Regions from separate parts of the Zea mays genome. Here region 2 is linked to region 1. A link is a contact called in public Hi-C data. All regions are on one chromosome and are shown on one strand. Each heading gives the region's core, a stretch centred on a gene start, on an enhancer-like site or on the middle of the called end of the contact. The rest is flanking DNA. Distances are from core to core; before and after follow the strand shown. Region 1 holds the start of LOC100192574. Region 2 holds the start of LOC103629679 (Putative B-box type zinc finger family protein).

The links. Hi-C and Micro-C count contacts between places; a contact is called where the count stands out from the background.
Region 2: a contact with region 1 is called in a Hi-C map of endosperm, with 3 times the contacts expected there. The contact joins the promoter of LOC103629679 here to the promoter of LOC100192574 in region 1. A contact is called at or near these places in 5 of 25 Hi-C or Micro-C datasets (bundle sheath, endosperm, leaf and 1 more).

The regions. Positions count from the first base shown.
Region 1 is chr6:104,274,375-104,277,080 of Zm-B73-REFERENCE-NAM-5.0, forward strand. It overlaps LOC100192574, which reads left to right and starts at 1,395. Exons shown (of 2, transcript NM_001165645.2): 1 at 1,395-1,964; 2 at 2,475-2,706. The coding sequence starts at 1,526. The coding sequence ends at 2,536.
Region 2 is chr6:104,430,168-104,432,873 of Zm-B73-REFERENCE-NAM-5.0, forward strand. LOC103629679 (Putative B-box type zinc finger family protein) reads right to left here and starts at 1,386. Exons shown (of 1, transcript XM_008650796.4): 1 at 1-1,386. The coding sequence starts at 669. The coding sequence ends at 64.

The DNA of each region.
Region 1 (2,706 bases), core at 145-2,644:
ATAGACAGTGGCAGGCAAGAAACGAACGAGCAGGCCTCTTCTGGATGGCTACAAAGACGAGGTCATGAAGCATTACCACAAAGATTTCTTGGTTTGCCAGGATGGCCAATGGCTTCTGCAAGGATGGATGGGGCGGGTCCTCACTGCCCACACGACATGGGTTGCGAACGGAGACGCCTCTTCTGGATGAAGCCGAAGCTCTCTATTTAGACCAAAGACCCCCCCTCCCTCCCCCTTTGAAGATATGTTTGCTGGAAGCAAAATAAGTCCCGCATATGTTTGCTGGATATGAGCTTATAAGAAAGTTTTGCTACCATATCAAGGAAAGAGACACTGGAAGCAAAGATGAAGCGAAAGAAGATATTTTTCTTCCTTCTGCTAATGAAATGATACACAACTCTCCTGCGTGTTCGAGAAAAATTTAGATCATTTGCTATTTGTGATAAATAATTATTCCTAAAAAATAAACTTATGAAATTGAAAAATATCTTCACCCGATCTTTCTACCTGCGTCTGTAAAAGTTAAAATTTAAGATTGCTATGCTGAAGTTTCAAGAACAAAATTGATATGTTTTTGAATCAACTGGAATTTAATTTTGTGCGCTCTGTTTGTACATATGCATCTACATCGATTGGTGTGACTGATTAGAACAACATATATTGTATGCTCATTAATTATCGCGATAGTCTCATGCACATCTAAAGTATTTTATTACTATTGCTCCAATCTGCCAAAACTCGAGAACAATTTATATAAAAGGTATATAGCAATTTACTCAAGAATTCTATTGTCTCGTCGCGCCACTTATTCTAGTAACATCTAGGTTGTGTTTGGTTTGACTTTTGGCTTTGGCTTTTGCCCCACTAAAAGCCAAAAGCCAACTAAAGGACTGGATCCAGGAAGCAGCTTTTTCTAAAAGCCGACTTTCTTGTAGTGCAAATCTGAAAGCACCCTTGGACCTACTTTAAGTGGATTTTCGGATGGAACTATGAAAACATATATCGAAGAATTTTTAACGACTTTTAGTGGTTTCCACCAAACGGATTTTAGCTTTTTAACAGCTTACAGCCTACAACAGCTTTTTCCACAGCTCACAGCCCACAGCAACTTTTTTCACAGCCACAGCCCAACCAAACAGACCCCTAAGCTAGAGGTGGGCGGTAGCTAATGTTCTGAATAACCCCTCGTACATATTTCATTATTACGGAAATACCCCTGAGATAAACCGGCGGACACAGCCTGCGGTTTGCCGGTTTCCGTCCAAAACGGACGTGTGAGTGTGGGACACGCAGCCGATTCTGGACCGACTAGTCGGCTAGCTGGCTACTGACTTTTTTACGGAAAAGCCCTTGAGTAAATGCTATATCTACCGACGCTCCCCACTCCTCTTCCCAAATCCCAACGATCCCCCAACCTTCGCGACGCGCACACCAGCTCGCCGTCGGACGCAAGCGCTCACAGGCTGCTGCTGCTCCGTCTCCCGGGCGCCAACTCTGACTCCGTACGCGTTACGTGAAGGCATCCATGGCACGCGTGCTCTGCTCCCGGTCAGCGGTCCTGGCGCGCCGCCTCGGGGCCCAGCCCCAGCCCCAGCCCGGCGTGGTTCTGAGCCGCCGGCACAACCACACTCGCCGGCGCGCGGTGAAGGTTCTTGAAGAGGACGCCGCGGGGCCTTCTTCACCTGCGACGGACGCCTCCGAGCAGTCCCGGCGGTTGGAGGAGGCGATCGACAGCGCCATGGCGCGGATGGCCGAGCCCGACTGGGCGCCCTTCCGGCCCGGGACATCCTACTTCGCTCCGCCCCGGCCCGCCGGCGCGGCCCTGGGGGTTCTCGCGCTTATCGGCCACGCTGGCGGGTTCATGGGCTCCTCGGCAGCGCCGAGGCGGGGACTCTCTGCCGACGAGGCCCGCGCCGTCGCCGCCTCCTCCCGCGGTTACCCGTGCTCGACCTATTTCATCGAAGGTATCTGACTATTTGGGATCTCCATTTCGCTATTCGGATGTGCTCAATTCTGAACTGAAACGCGTGCATAAGAACTTCTAGAAATCAGAACAATTTCGAGACATTTTATCGTTATGCTTTGTTTCTGCAAGGAGAGATTGCGTATAATATGTTGGATGTATTGCATCGAGCCTTTAGGCCTTGTTTGGTTATTTCAATTCGATGTGGATTGAACTGATTGAGTTGTATTTTGACTTGCTATGGATCTAAACCTACTCAATCCATATGGAACAAGTCTTTAGAGAGAATATATAGGAGTACATGACTTGAAGACAAGAAGGCTATCCTAGAGATAAGGAAGATTATCTTAGATACAAGGAATGTTATCTTAGATACAAGAAATGTTATCCAGGATTATAATCAATCCTAAACCAACCATATTAGTAGTTGCCTAATATATTATAACATGCCTAATATACTCTAACAGTTTCTATAGCATCTGCCTTACACGGAGTATCGACATATATGCAGGCTGCTTTCCAGATGAAGTGGAGATCCCAAATATGGATGCCAATCAAGTTCAAGAGGAATGAATGGATGAGCTATGTTATTGCACTGGATGAAGGGGGTCTGGAAAAGGTGTCACTTTCATGTCATTTAGTGGTGTCATGAAGTAATGAATTCGTGAGCTACTTGTGGGCAAATCCAGTGCCGAAGGCTCCCCACATGAGTACCTTCTGGAGAAAGGGCTCCCCAGCTGCTG
Region 2 (2,706 bases), core at 136-2,635, 160 kb after region 1:
TGCTCCTCGTGTTGTTTCTTCAGCGAGCAGTAGCAGCAGCACGACAAAGGAAGAGGGAGAGGATCAAGAGCGTGACGGGCTGGACTTGGGCCCCGCCCACGCGCACTCGTCCCAGCCCTCCACGGCGTCCGTGGCGGCCCTCCGCAAGAGCGCGCGCGCGCGCGCGAGGGACGCGGCGACGGCCAGCACGAGCCTCGCCGGCACGTGCGCGCACGCCTCCAGCCGCCGCAGCGCCTGGGCGTGGCCCCCGACCCCGCCCCGCCCCGCCGCCTCCCACCAGAGAGCGGCGGCCACGGCGACGCGCGGCGGGACGCGCCGGCGCGCCCCCGCCCCGAGCCCCATCCGCTTGGCCCAGGCCTCGAGCACGGCCTCGGGGCGCACGCTCCCGGCCGGCGCGCGGGCCCCACGCCTCGGCCGCGGCGCCGAGTCGGCCGTGGACACGCAGGAGCTCGCGGCGGACCCGTACCCGGCCTCGTCGTCCGGCGGCGGGGGTCCCGCGGCCGCGAGGCGGAGGCGCGTGCGGCGGTGCCGCGACGCGAGGAAGTTGGCGCCGTGCACCTTGGCGTCGCAGGCGGCGCAGAGGAAAGCCTCGTCCGCCGCGCAGTGCACGGCCGCGGGCGCGCCGCAGAGCTCGCAGCGGCACGACCCCTCGTGGCGGCGGTGACCCATCGCCGCGGAGCGGAGCTGAGCGGTGCTACGTAGGTTAGGTCCTTCGCTTCGCCTCTGTTTTGCGGTCCTGCACCTCGCGCTCGGCTCTCTCGTGCTGCTCTGCTGTCCGCTGCAGCGCTTTGTGAGAAGAGCGAGGGTAGATTCCTTGGAGCTTGGAGGTGAGGTGATGGATGGTCGATGGTGGAAACGGTTGGCTATACTAGAGCTCGGCGCGGCGCGTATTTAAGGAGGAGAGGAGGAGGCCGGGAGTGGGACGAGCGGTGCCGGGTCCGGGTGGCTGTGCCTGTGCGCCGGTGACGTCGTTGGGTGGAGCCTTCCACGTGCAGTCCGGAGATGGCACGCGACGCGGGGCCCGTCGCTCTCGCGAGGACGACGTGGAGGCGGCAGGCAGGCGGGGACGATCGCTCGCGGCTCGCGCCCACATGTCTCATGTATCGTCTCTCCTCCAGTCCAGTCCAGTCCAGTCCTCTCCTACCCTACCTCCCCTAACATGTGTGATGGCCGCGCGCCACCTGGGCTCGCGGATTTCCTTTGGCGCGCCTTCGGCAGTTTCTTTCTTGCTAACAACAAACGCGGTACGTACAACAACACAAGTGGCTATGGTTAGCCGAGGAGGAAACGGAGGATTGATTGAATGGAGCTAACTATAACCACAACCCCCCACGGGCCATGGACCGCTCGATGGGCTGGGACTGGGACCTCGGGGGAGTCGGTGGGCGCCTCTTGGCACGCAACGTAACGTACGTACAGTCGCCCTCGTCCACAAAACCTTATCGGGCTAGGGCCACTCGTTTGTTCAGAAATGGACTACTTATATAAATTGACTAGAAATTGTTTCACGCCTCCAAGGGAAGAAACGAACGGCCCCTGAACTGGCCTGCGTCCGTGGCACGTGAATGGGATGGAATCCGGCCCTTGTGTCTTTTGCTCGGTTGCGTGCACGTGCACTCATCTTCCTGGCACAGGACGCTAGATCGCCTGCCGCCTCTGCTTACGTTACGTTGCGGCAACGGAACGTTTCTGCTGCCTCTCCGCTCTGCCTCTGCCTGGGAAAATATCCGGGGGACTGGGCAACGGACCACTAGGAGATTGATCGCCCGGCCGGGCAGGGCAAGTCCGCACCGACTCGTGCCTCTCCGCCCGCTAATGACGACGTGCTGGTGGTAACGGTTCGCATGAAAAACCAGGGCCACGTCCCAGGGCCTGCGCGTGCCATCCGCGGGCGCCAGGCGCGATCTCGCCGCATGCGTGTACGAATATATGGGTTCTCTGGTCTTGGGCGGGCCACTACTTTTTTAGTGCTGTTCTACTGTGTCGATGCTCTTCTCGAAACTTCTACTGATTTACGTTTTTTTTTTTTTGCGTTTTAAAAGTTTTTTTTCACTGTTTCCTGCCTGTCAGCAGAAGAAACCTGTCATCCCTAGAATCAATCGTGCAATCAAACTTTTAAACCTTACTAACCCCATATATAAAAAAAACAAGATATACTTTACTGTCCCTTCTACCAGTGTATTAGAATTTAAATCTTAATCTATTCCATGCCAACAAAACGAGAAAATGAAGACAGATGTCTTATGCCCAAGAAATATAAAAAAATAGAGAAAAATACTTTATTCAATATAAAAAGATTTATTTTCTTATATTTTTTGAACGTGAGATAAATTAAAACCTAGATTCAGTATATTAATAGAGTAAATATTGCACGTATCTATAAATATTTATTTCCATTTTTTACATCAATTTGTTTGCACGGATCTACGATGACTTGTTGGCTCTTGGAACACAGTGTCACTTTTTTTTTACGTGAGGAATCAAACGTATTACTTGTCTTTGTTGACGAAGAAAGTGTAACTGGGAGCAAAATTCCTCCATTTCCTTCGTCTCAAGCCTCAGTTTCCACGATCGTCGTTAGTTTAAAATTAGTTAGCTCTATATTTATTTTACGATAGATTGGAGTATATAATAAATAAATGATCCTAAACAAAAGTTAGTTGTACATAATATTTAAATATTAACTGTATTATATTTAGAGATATA